Regions from separate parts of the Mus musculus genome. Here region 1 is linked to region 2. A link is a contact called in public Hi-C data. All regions are on one chromosome and are shown on one strand. Each heading gives the region's core, a stretch centred on a gene start, on an enhancer-like site or on the middle of the called end of the contact. The rest is flanking DNA. Distances are from core to core; before and after follow the strand shown.

The links. Hi-C and Micro-C count contacts between places; a contact is called where the count stands out from the background.
Region 1: a Hi-C map of myocytes shows a contact between it and region 2, with 2.0 times the contacts expected there. The contact joins two enhancer-like sites. A contact is called at or near these places in 5 of 39 promoter capture datasets (embryonic stem cells, hippocampal neurons, liver and 1 more), 3 of 484 Hi-C or Micro-C datasets (adipose-derived mesenchymal stem cells, myocytes and ventral hippocampal neurons) and 1 of 9 other capture datasets (pancreatic islet).

Annotation. Positions count from the first base shown.
Region 1 is chr10:87,011,683-87,018,186 of GRCm38.p6, forward strand. The region is part of intron 2 of Gm16271 (predicted gene 16271); the gene reads left to right. Among named protein-coding and RNA genes, the nearest start is that of Stab2, 7.0 kb to the left of the region's middle. Within about 2 kb of position 4,644, at least 27 of the 459 cell types and tissues checked have an H3K27ac peak or open chromatin away from gene starts, as enhancers often do. A contact at or near this core is called in myocytes, where this site is marked.
Region 2 is chr10:86,833,622-86,840,105 of GRCm38.p6, forward strand. It overlaps Nt5dc3 (5'-nucleotidase domain containing 3), which reads left to right. Exons shown (of 14, transcript NM_175331.3): 14 at 310-4,768. The coding sequence ends at 562. Among named protein-coding and RNA genes, the nearest start is that of Nt5dc3, 58 kb to the left of the region's middle. Within about 2 kb of position 1,815, at least 13 of the 459 cell types and tissues checked have an H3K27ac peak or open chromatin away from gene starts, as enhancers often do. A contact at or near this core is called in myocytes, where this site is marked.

The sequences.
Region 1 (6,504 bases), core at 3,394-5,893, 180 kb after region 2:
AAACCCCATAGGATGTTGAGGCAGGCAAAATAGTGGGAATATATTGAAGCTAAGGATTTATTGCCATGCTGGGATTTGCTCATACTATTTCATCAGTAGAGGTAGGCTGAGCCACACAGAATGGTCACACTTGAAGGTCAAAAGTCAGGCTAAGGCCAACACCTGAACACAGACCCACTTAGCTCCAAATGATATTAGAAATTACCCTGTTTATGCCTTCACACAGAGATAATTTTTTTAGTTCATTACCATTTCTGGGGGGGGGGGGAATTGTTTATTTTTATTTTTAAAAGGAGAACTGCTTTTCTAAGGTATTGCCTCGGAGAGCTCCAGAGCTCACCAGTTTCAGTGGGAACGCTCATGTCACAGGTAGGATGCACTCTGGGGCCAAGGTGATATCTGTGGGTGATGCCTCCTAGGTCCGTGCCTATGCCTGGCCCTATGCTTGTCTGGTTCCTGAGCATGGTGCTCTGTCCGAGCAAATCAATGCTTCAGGTTGCTGTTAGATGCTGACATAGCTGTAGGATTTCCTGGACACTCATTAGATCCTGGCGTTTTGAGATGTCAGCTTCCCTAAGCAGGGGATGTGTCCAAAACCTATGTCCTTGTCTCCAAGGCCTTTCCTTTTCCTCTGTTGGTTTAGATCTTTGCACACAGAAAACCTTGGTGTGTGTGTGTGTGTGTGTGTGTGTGTGTGCGAGTGCGTGCATGCGCACATGTGTGATTTTTGTTTTTCCTTTTTCTGGAAGCCATTCAGCTGATCTCGCTGTAGGCAAAATTGAAATGTAGGCCAAGTTTCTTTTAACTCCACCTCTTCACATCCTGTTCTGCATTTTTCCTCTTCCTGTCCTGAAGTCATTTAATCAATCAGTAGACAGTGGGTTCTCAGCCATTCCCATAATGCCTTTCAGGTGTGCGTGTTGTTCTATGGCCAACAGGGATTATTTAATATGTAAGAATAGTGAACATTTACCATCTACCACTCCAGTGATTTTCTTTCTATTTTTTTCTTTCTTTCTTTTTTTTTTTTAAGGACAAAATCCCATATATCAAGGAAGGTCTTTTCCTCATACTCCTGATTCTGCCTCTTAAGTTTGGGATTATAGGTGTGCATCACATTACGCAGCTCAAATAATTTTTTTGTTTGTCTTCTTTTTATTCCACCAGAAATATCAGCGGTTGCTGTTGAGTCTACCATCAACTGGTAGTGTCCTATCAAGAATCCAGTCAGTTCTTTCTGTTCCCACCATCTCTTCTTATGTTATTGTAGTAGCATCCTACATGGACTCCCTCTACTCCCTACAATCCCCCCACAAACAGCACTCAGGAATCTCTTTTACAGACATAGGTAAGGACAAGTGTGTTTGGAGTTAAGTGTTGGCCATAGCGTTGAGTCTTCCCTAACCTCTCTCTCTGGTCTCAGGCTGAAGCATCACTGCATTGTGTTGACCCCACTTCATCCTATGTATGCATTCAGTGCCGTCCTTTGAGTCCCACTCATCGTGGGCATTTTCATTAGCTGTTTCCTCTGCTTGAAATAGTCCCTCCCCCTTGAGGGCTCTTGCCTCTGCTCATTGGCTGATTGACTCCCACTCTTCTCTGTCATTGGTATCCATTTAATTGTCATCTTCATTAGAGTCTTACACTCAAGCTGGTGTGGGCATTAAGCCACTCACTCTGTTGTACTGTTTCATTTTAGTTTCCAGCACAGACTCTACTAGATCTTTGAGTTTGTGTCATGTTTGTTGGCATTTGTCTTTCTTCAGTGTAGCATTACGTCTAGGATAACACTTCTCTGCATGCCTTCTCTCATGCTGTGCCAGCTGATGGACTGAGTGAGCAAGTTTACACACATGTGTCATGTATTCTGCCCTTTACATTGCATTATTTAATACCTTTAAAATTCCCACAGGGAACACCCTATTATATCTTTGCGTTACATCAGAAAGCTGAGGTAAGTAGAGATCTCCAAGCTGACCAGCTGCACGTCTGTTGGGTACCTCAAGTAGGAGGAAATCCAGTATTTAAGTAATCCAGGGCCAGGCCCATTGACTGGCTAGGAGTCTACCCCTATGACATTAAAACCACAGGTTTTCTACTTGACTATTTTTATTATAAAATGGCCTGCTGAAGTATTTGTAGGGATGGAATATATAGTATCAGACAATCTGGGATTAAGAATGGTCTCATCAGCATAGCTAAGCATGGGGAAGTGCTGGTTTCTCAAAGGACATTCAGGTTAGTACAGAGAGTGAAGGAGATGCTATGCTGCCCACAGTAAATGATGAGGGCAGAGTGAGGAAGGGCCTCACTCCAAATCTCTCAATCAAGGACATCGTCGAATGTTGGCCTTATTGCACAGTAAATCTGACAACTGGTCTACCATTCCATTGTTCACTTAACTCTTTTTCTTTTTCTTTTTTAATAAGGTCTTGTTATGTAGCCCTGGAAGACATGGAATTGACTATGGAGCCCAACCTGGCCTCAGATTTGTGGTGATCCTCTTGTGTCAACCTCTCAAGTGCTAGGGTTACAACCTGTGCTATCAGACTCAATTCATTCATCTGGTCTTGTTCAAGGACCCTGAGCTCTTGACACTATACTAAACTCTTACAGATGAGCATAGAGATCAAAAGCTAAAGCTAGGCCCACACCATGCCATGGGGGTGTCTGAGAAAACACCGTTAGACTAGGAGCTCCCATACAAACTTTAGCTCATAATTGTGATAACAATCAACATCCCAAATTCTAACTAGATCTAAACCAGCTTTTGTCTAGGTTTTGCACTCTAAGTGCTTGTGATTGATTGATGTCTGTTTGTAGAGGCTGGTCTTCTCAGTGTACTGACGTGCTCAGCAGGACTGAGAACCACTCACAGTCATTTCCTTCATTCTGCTGGAGACAGGTGCATCCTTTAGTCTTAGACTATCATCTTTCTCCTTTGCCCTCCATTCTCCACATGACCTCAGGGCCAAGTCCGATATACACTCATCAGTTACCAGCTTCCCCTCCCTGACTTGAAGAGAACGAGGACCACTTGAAGCCAGCTCGAAGGAACCTTGTATTATTATCTGATTTCCAAGCACTATTTATGGCCCATTCATTCCCAACAATGGTACAGGCAGTTCCTTGGGACAATAGCAGAGCTGACACACCAGTATGAGGTGGTTGTGATTTTATGAAGCCCTGCGGGTCAGGGACGACAATCCATCAACTGTTTCCTGCTTCTTCATTTATTCACTTGCTTCATTCTTGAAAACAAATCCAACGATGACATACTCCATGTAAGATGCTGTTGTTAAATCCCTGTGTTCTCTTCAGACTTGAAGGTCAGCGAGCTTTCTCTGTAAAGGACCAGAGGGTAAAATCTTTGGCTTTATAGGCCATAAGTGTATCTATCTGGCAGCTACATTATTTTCTTATAGTATGATTAATAACAATGGACAACGTGAAGACAAATGAGTGGGTTGTTACAACTATTTACAACGATTTACAAAGTGTGTGACGGGTAACACCACTTTTCCTTGTGGGTGTTGGTTTGGACAACTCCCGCTTTAGCTAAATTGTGACCATATTTTATCTCACTTTCCTATAAGTTTTATTTTCTTTTTTCCTCTTAAAATCGCATGTCAAAGGCCAGGCATGGAGCCACAGAGCTTTAAAGGCACTTGCAAGGCACAGACAGGCAGATGTCTAGGAGCATGAGGCCAGCCTGGTCTACAAAAAGAGTTCCAGGTCAGCCAGGACTACAGAACGTGACCCTTTCAGAGCAGAAATATGTGGGGTAATCAGATAGGTTCTGTTGATTGATTTTTATCTCCACAAGTACGGTGGTTTATTTCTTACTCAGTAATAATAGTGCTGCTATGAACAACAACAGTAACAATAGCAGGAAGTAACATATCATCTGCCAGTCACTGTTCAAACCACTTTCGGGTGATAACTCACATTCTTGGAATTGTTAGGGGAAAGGACAGTCAGGAGAAGGTTCAGATAACAGGGATGTAAAAATTGTTCCGACTGGTTTTCTAGCATTACATATATTCTGATAAAGGAATAATACCTCCTGTTTGTTGAGCTCGTTTGAGGGACTGGATAATATTGAGGGGGTCTCTGTCATTTTGTTTGCTTGTTTGTTTTGTAACTCAGCTCTCTGGTGGTCCTTTAAGGAAGATGAGGTTAGCAAGTTCATCTTACAGCTGAGGAATTGAAGTTTAATGTCGTTCAGAAAATTCTCCCAGCTAGCATGTTGCAGAGTTGAAGCTGGCTTATGTCTGCAAAGTGGGTGCTCTGTTTGCTATTAATACTCCTTAGTTTGGACAAGGAGAGAATTAACAAAGTCCCACTTGTCTGTAAAGGGGTTATTATTATTGTGCTTATTTTAAAATATGTTCACTAATGGCCCAGAATTCTCAGATAGAGGAACCCAAGAAGCTCAAGTGTCTCGAGCTTTGGCAACCTGATGACGGTCTCCAAACCCAGTGTCGTAGAGGCCTCATTAAATCAGCAGTACAATGGGGCGTGTTGAAACACGGCGCAGCTGTACGGCGGAGGAATGTTGTCTGTGGGATGCAGGCCTTGCCCTTTATTGGGTGGGGCTGAGGTGGCTCTGGGCAGAGGGCACATACTGCCTCCCATCCCTGGAATGTGGCTGGCAGCTGACAGCCACCCTACTTGTCTGGAAGGGGTGGTCTTCACCATAGATTAGGTCTTGAAAGCTGCCTCTTTGCAAGCCTTTTTGTTGTGTGACTCAAAAGAGTCGCTCAGCTGGCACAATTGCTGTCAACAAAGGGAAGTTGTCTTTGAACAGGGACAGGGCAGGGTTCCCTGGGAGGTGTGGAATGTATGTGTGTGCATGTGCGTGTGTGTGTGTGTGTGTGTAAGTGGGTTGTACTGGGTCATGCACACATTTTGAGGAAGTTCCTGCCTCCATGTGTGCACACCTCTTTGTGGACACGTGACCTCTTTCTGGTGAGGCATATGCTGAGCACTCACTCACTAGAAGGGCTTTTTCTCTCAAAGTGCTACAAACATAAGTCAGCTCCCGAACACCTTCTTTCCTAGGTGACATTGATTGTCAGAGAAACAGAGGGAATTTCTATGATCACATTGGAGAAAATCAGAGCCTGAGAGCTGATTCTGTCTCATGTACACAGATATCTTAAGTACTGAAGTCCTGGAGCCTTTGTCTGTTAAATAATGAAGTGGATGGCAATGAATTCCACATTCTGTTTTGGTTTTAAGCTTTATGCTTGCATGTAATTGACCTTTTCATGAAAAAAGAAAACATCTTCCTCTGTCTACCATACAGACATACAGATTAACACTGGCCTCAGGATAGACATAAGAAAGAAACCCAGTTCCTAGTCACAGACCTGCTGCTCTCTCTCTCTCTCTCTCTCTCTCTCTCTCTCTCTCTCTCTCTCTCTCTGTGTGTGTGTGTGTGTGTGTGTGCGCGTGCTGTGACCTCAGGTGCATTTTCCTTCCTTCCATTAACAGTAGCATCATCTTGCTCTGGATAAAGTAGACATCATGAGTAAACACACACTACACTCAGTTAAGTTCTGTATTTTAACAAATATGAAAACAGCAAATACTTTTTAGAAGCTTTTCTCATGTAGTATTTGACCCTCTTCCACTGGACTTAGAGGACTGAGAGGCAGGCTTCGAGTCACCCTGAAGAGAACTCATGCTTAGGAAATGATGTGGAGATGAGCAAGAACACTGAGCTAGGGGGAGGGCCAGCCAGAGAGAGAGAGAGAGAGAGAGAGAGAGAGAGAGAGAGAGAGAGAGAGCCGGCCTGCTCTAGAGAGATGGAGAGGGCCAACCTTTTCTAAAGAGAAGGACAGGTCCAGACTTCTCAAGGTCCTAAGAAAACACGCCCATGTTTCCAGTTAATCGAATCCAATATCCATTTCCCCCTTAAACTATTCTGAGTAATGTCCTTTACCTCTTCCAGATTGACTTCTCCTACTTCTAAAGTCTTCTTTTGCAGATAGGGAAGGATCAAATGTTTGTGGTGCATGCTGGGAACTTTCTTACAACATTCCAGAGGTTCTGTGAACAGGGAGTCAGAGATTTTAGCTGTCCGGACAGGAGAGCTGAGGCCCAGAGACGTGAAGATGTTTGTTCCATTGGGTGGCACAGGTTTTGTGGAGATGAGTTGAGTGAACAGCAGAGGCTTTTGGAATAGAATTTGTACCTTTCCTATAACATGCACCGTTGGAAGAGAGAGGCCAGGTGTTGTAGTAAGTGTATTAAATCTCAATCAGGGATTCCTCCCCTGCTTTTAATCATTCAGTTCTCAGATAAAAGACACACAACCTCTTATCTTTATAATAAGCCTTTAAAGCGCTAGAGCTGCGCAGATATCTACCCTCTAAGCTATTTTGTCTCCTCCCCTGCCAGGAATCCTGAGTTCCAGTTGTTGGGTTACATCTGGGATGCTCTTAACTCCAATTGGCCAGCCCTCATGGCTGCGCTTTCATGATTCATCCACCCTGA
Region 2 (6,484 bases), core at 565-3,064:
CCTAATCGTCTAACCTCAGCCCTCTGGTGTTAAGGTTACAGGCATGGGCCTCATATCTCTGTAGCCCAGGCTGGCTGCCTGATTTGACCTCAGGGGTGTGTGGGCCCCATACCTGACTTACAGGTTTTTCCTGACTGGTATTAGGTCTGCCCGTGGCTAGTTGGCTGCTTTTTCTTTCCAGTCGGTTTTGTTTTAAAGATATTTTTACTCAAGTTTTGTTTTTTCTTTCAAAAAACAAAAACAAAAACAAAAAAACAAAACCTTTAAAAACTTCTCTCTGTGCTTTCTTTTTCCTTCATGATATTTCAGAGAAATGACCAAAAGTTTCTTCAACGCCCAGTTTGGGAGCTTGTTCCGAACAGACCAGAATCCAACCTACTTCCTGAGGCGGCTGTCGAGGTTCGCTGACATCTACATGGCGTCTCTGAGCTGCCTTCTGAACTACGACGTCCACCACACATTCTACCCCAGGAGGACTCCTCTGCAACATGAGCTCCCTGCATGGTCGGACAGCCCGTCTGCCTTCAAAGCCCCTTTGCTGCAGGAGGCTCAGGCCAAGTAGTCCTGTGTTTGCCTGAGGCAAAAGCCAGAAGCATTCGTGGCCTCACAGAGGGTCAGGCAGCCTCAGAGTTGCTTCCCAGAGTCAGATGCGCCTTTTGTATTTTTTCTATCTTACTATGAATACTGTCCTGTCCAGGTTGAGGCAGGAGCTGGCCGCCTGGGGCCTCCCGGCCCTTCTCCACACAACAGTGTTGAAACCCTGATGAGACCTTGCTTATAGTGGAACCAGCAACGTGGGCCTCTTGATGAGTGAGACCTCTTGATGGCTTCTGACAAGTGAGACCTCTTGATGGCTGCCTGTGTTCCGTAGGTGGAGAGTGGACACTTCTTGATTCTGTGAGACATTTCTTGGTTGTTTACAAGCAGCACTGGGGACCGCAAGGGCGTGGTGATCTGCAGCACACCAGGAAGCAGGTTCCTGAGGGAGCAGCCCTACCTGTGGCCAGTTCCCCCATCTCCTGGTCCTAGGCTTTCAAGGACATTTTCCCATAAAATTCACAGCCTCCTGGAATGACTTTGTTGAGGGAAAACAGGAAGCATTTGTCACAGTGGCTTTGTCTGCCCCAAAGGGGTGATGGGTGGGCTCCCTCCTCCCTAGGAAAAGTGGGAGAAGACAGCCACTCGCACTAAAATTGCCTTTCAGCCAGTGTTTTGGACATTATAGAAGACAAGAAAGACTCAGCCTGTGGCCAGGGCTAGCCTGTGTGTTAGACATCCAGCACAGACAGCTCGCTGTGGGAATGCCACATTTCATGCTGAGAGCCAAGCTGGGGAAATTGCTTCTGTCCTTCCCCCTCTGGAGGGATGAATCCTTGATTACATCTGATTGTAGTAGCTTTGAACACTTTTGCTGCTTAGGCACCACAGGACTGGCTGCTCTGTTATCAACAGTTCTGTTTAATGGCGTTTTCGTTGCAGACGCCACGTTCATTGCAAATGCCACGAAAGTGCTCGTGGCCAGATTAGCCTTGTCACCTGGCCTGACTCATTTTGTGCTCTTGTGGCGCTGCTGCTGCTGCTTCTGCTCCCCCCCCCCCCCCCCGAGTCCCCCCAGGTAGGGTCTTGCTTTGGAGCCTGGGCTGGCCTTGGACTCAATCCTCCGGCCTCAGCCTCCTGCAACTGTGTGTGTGTGCATGCATGCAGAAGTGTAAAGAAAGGCAGGACCATGACGGAGACTTGTGGCGAGCGCTTGCGCTCTGGCATCTTAACCCGCAATGAGTAGATCTTAACCAGCTGTTGAGGGCTGCTCCCTTGGCCGGTTGCTGACTGCCTGGCAATGTGCAGAAGCTAACGGAGCTGTGCAGCATTCACTGTAATGCTGTGTGTTAGCATGGGATCTTTGATGTTGGTAGTGTTTAACATTGTTGTCAAGGTGACCCTTCAGTCTCCCTTCCCCCTTCTTGTGTTCTAAACACGGGGGTTCAGTATTCTGCTCCTTTTTAGAATGAGATGGGCATTTTTCTGTTCCTGTGTTCCCGTTCCCCAGTGTTAGCCATCGGGGGTTTTGGCAGCTGCTCAGTGTCAGGGTCCTAAAAGGATGCATGCTGCCCGGATGCCCTAAGCCCTAACTTGTGCTTGTAGGAGGAATCTTTGGTCGAATTGTCTACTCTTCTGGTGTGGACAGTTTCGAGGGTTTATTTACTCAAGATTGAGGTAGCGATGTTTTCTTATGCCTACAGTAGGCGACCTGAGCCTTGGGGGAGGAAGACATCTCCTGGGTTTGAGAAGTGAATCTTACAGCCTATTCCTGTCTGGAGGATCACAGTCCCGAGGTCTCCAAGCGTGGCAGTACTGGGATCAGCGAGGCTGTCGCACCAGACATGCAAACTGTGATCTGGCTGCATGGCTGGCACGGCATCCCTGCAGGAAGAATGGGGCGTTTTCCCTGTTACTGTCCTCATCTAGTGTAGCCAGGACAAGTTTTAGCTTGTCCCTGGGACTCTTGGCTGGGGTCTGACCTGCTGCGCTGTGGTATTTTCTTCTTTCTAGAGTATTCTAGAGTATTTCTAGAGTATTTTTGTACACGTTGAGGGCAGTACAAGGGGAGGTGGGTCTTTTTTTCACCTTTAAAAAAATCAAATTGTAGGCCGGGTGTGGTGGCGCACGCCTTTAATCCCAGCACTCGGGAGGCAGAGGCAGGCGGATTTCTGAGTTCAAGGCCAGCCTGGTCTACAAAGTGAGTTCCAGGATAGCCAGAGCTATACAGAGAAACCCTGTCTCGGAAAAAAAAAATCAAACTGTAAACCGAACAGTAAAATTATTTTTAATATCTTTAATTTGTAGGGTTTTGTTTTTTTGACATTGCTTAGACTGATTTTCTTAGAATCATGTGAACAACAATTCAGTCTAAGGGCAATCTCTGCCAGTCTGATGTCCAGCAAGGTCATGGTGCCATCAGGGGCCACTGGAGTAGTTTGCACTGCTTGGGGTTTCTCAGTTGGTTTTTCAGGGGAGAGCTGGCTTTAAAAATATCTCAGGTTCTGAGTATTTAAAGCTCTTGATTTTCCTCCTAAGATAGCACACCCTCCCCTCCCCTCCCCTCCCCTCTTCCTTCCCCCTCCCCTGTCCATTCCTCCCCTTCTCTCCTCCTCCCTGTTTCTCTCCTCCTTCCCCCTCCCTTCCTCTCCTCTCCTCCTTTGGCTGTCTACCCATGTCTGTCTCTGTCGTGCTCCCCACTTCACCATTAGTACACCTGCTGCTGATTTGGTCAGATCCCAGACTAAATTATAGGTTGCTTTGAACACATCAGCCCTCTCATTTATTGCAATGAGGGAGAAGTGAAAAGCTCTCGTGCCATCTACCTAATTTAGCTTTGGGTGAACTAAATGGCTTTCCCCTCCCTTCGGCAAGTGCTAAACACTACAGTTCCACTTTATCCAAATGCTCACTTGCTGCCAAAACCCTACTTGGGGGCTCTTGACTAAAATGCTCAAGAGACTACATTTGGCCAGCTGCAGAGCTCCTTGGTGGTTTTCTTCAGCTGCTTAGGGAGCCGATCCATTCTTTCCCTCCTGAGGACCTTCTTTTGTTTGTTAGTTTGGGACAGGGTCTCAGTGTGTAGCTCTGGCTGGTCTAGAAGTTACTATGTTGAGTGGGTTGGCCTCAAACTTATAGAGATCTGCTTGCCTCTGCCCCCACAGTGTGTTGGGATAAGAGGAGCATACCACCCGGCCTGGCATGATTTCCTTTCATTGGGTGGATTTTTTTCTCTCTCCTTTATTTCCTTGTTATTTATTTATTTGTGGTTTTGGCCTTAATATTTGTGAGCTAGGTTCTTGAGTTCAGCTAACATTTTAGACCACGGATTGGTTAAGCAAAGGGAAGGAAGAGGAGGGGGCCCTTTTCTAATAAGGGAACCATTTTCAGCTTTGCAGGCCATTCTGGTTGCCGCTTCTGTAGGAATAGACACACTGTTCCATTGGGATTTGATTCATCAGCACAGGGTGTGGCTTGCTGCCTCAGGCTGGGATGGCAAGATTCTCTGCTTAGAGCCAGTGGAGCAGCCTTCCAGTTTGGATAGTTAGTGTGAGGTCTAAGCCAGCGTGCTGTGTCCCCTTAGCTGCCCTGTCTACCATGTGTATCTGTTTCTGCACGGCCAGCGCTAAGCTGAGATTGCTTCACTGTGTGGATTTAAGCTACGAGTTGTTGCCCCTTTTCGTTACTCTGCTGGACCCAGGACTGAAGGCCGGCTCATCCCAGGGGCTGGAGTGTGGCCGGCTGATGGGTTTCTCTGCCTTGCCCCAGATCACATGCCTTTCCTGGGGGTGTATATTCCATGACTGTTCCCTGTGAAGGGTCGAGAGCCTGGTCTCTCCAACACTACTTTGGGGACAGCTCCAGAGCTCCCTTTGGGGCTCCTAAGACCTTCCTGTGCTTGCCCTGCAACAACTGGTCTTCCCCTCCCAGGTGTCCATCCCAGCAGTGTCCCTCAGAAGGCCTTCCTGCATGACACTTTTGTCTCCAGTCTGCTCCTCCAAAAGTGCCCCTGTATTCTCCTGTTAGCACAGGCTAGAGCTCCAATGTAGGCCCATTTCCTCACTGTTTCGTGTCGTGGGATGACTGTGCCTGTGTGGTATCAGGCACAATAAATACAAAGTAGGTTTACTATTTATTCGGAATGTGAATTTGCTATTTATTCTACGTGTTGATTGTCTATGTTGTGATAATGAACTTAAAGCCAAATAAAAGCTTGAGTTGTATCTCCTGGTATGTGTGTTAGACCTATCGGTTTATGGGTATTTAAGCCAGTTGCAAAACATGGTTTTCCCCCCAGATGTGAGACCATTTCTATGAAAATAAATCAAAGGTTAAAAAAAAAAATCCTAGGGTTGGGAGCACAGCTTAGTGGTAGAGTGCTTACCCAGCATGCTTTGAGGCCCTGAGTTCAATTCCCAGCTCCTCCAAAGAAGGAAGTGAGTGGACCCACAGAAGGGGATTGAGAAAGGGTGAAATGTAGATGGTTTCTGGGCTTTAGGATTAAGTTATAAATAGAAACTGTGTGAGCTTTCCTTGGGCAGGTGGTGGCTGGCAGGCATACACAGTGTGTGGTGATGTTGGGGGAGTTGGGGTGGGGTACACTGTCTTGTGGGACATACTGAGGAAATACAGAATTGAGGAATATTCAGAAAATTTGCTACTGGGCTTGGATGAGTTTATAAATATTGAAGGCCTTACCTTAATATATTTTAAGCGTGTGTGTATAGACTTGGCATCTGTGGGCACGCCACCGTGCCCTTGCTGTGCTGAACAGACCCTCATTCATGTCTCCTGTGAGTGTCGTGTTCCCAGTGTGCTCACTTCTATTTGTGTTGGGATGATGGATGCCACAGAGCCTCTAGCTAGTCTGTCCTACATTTGTTGTTTGGGGGATGGAGTTCCTGGAGATGTGCCACTGTTCCTTCGTGGTGTGATGTCCCTCTCTAGTGAACTGTGGTAGCTTCAGCCTTGGTATCCTGGGGCTGAGAGAGAGAGCTTACAAGACATTTTATGGCTCCCAGAACTTTAGATAGACTTGACTCGGCAAATCTTTAATGGGATGGGATGAATAGATTTGGGGTGTACAGGCAAAAGGGGGGGAAGTCTGAGGTCTGTTCAACCTGGGCTTTCACCCTGTGCCTACCCCATAGCGACTCCATCCTGCTGACACTGTGCCCTCTGATAACTGGAGAATGAGCCAGTAGGTTGGTTGGTTTGGAGGGTGCGTGGGTGTTACAGAGGTGGCTGCTGAAGCTTGCTGAGTTGTGAGCCAAGTGTCCATAGCGAGGAAGGACCAGAAGTTGACGGTATGTTGTTGAAATCTTTATCCCAAATACACAGATGCCAGTTTGCAGGCCCTGGGCTTGGGGGAGACAACACTCAGTTCTGTCCCAGTCCTAGCAAGTCCTGCCACCGAGGCTGCTCGGTCTCTCTGGATCTCTGCTGCTTATCTGCAAAAGTCACTGGACTGGTGGTTTTAAAGCCTCTTTATTCCCTTCCCAATTCTCTAATCTCAAGATTTTAAAATTTATTTTATCTATCTATCTATCTATCTATCTATCTATCTATCTATCTATCTATCTATCTATCTATCTATCTTGGTAAGCCTGGGTATCTATCTATCTATCTATCTTGGTAAGCCTGGGCATGGCAGCTGAAACACATGATCCCAGCATGCTGGGGCTCAAACAGGGGAATCTAGACTTTAAGGCTAGCCTGGGCTATGCAGGAAGGACAGGGAAGGAAGTAGAGGGGGTGAGGGAAGAGCAGCATGGTATGGCCAGATAACACTTCATTTTCTAATGGTACAGGGTACACTGTTGCACATAGCAACACAGCATCTTTCAGGGGTGTGTTGCATGGATACACCACAGCTCAGTCACATAGCAACACAGCATCTTTCAGAGGTGTGTTGCATGGATACACTACAGCTCAGTCACATAGCAAC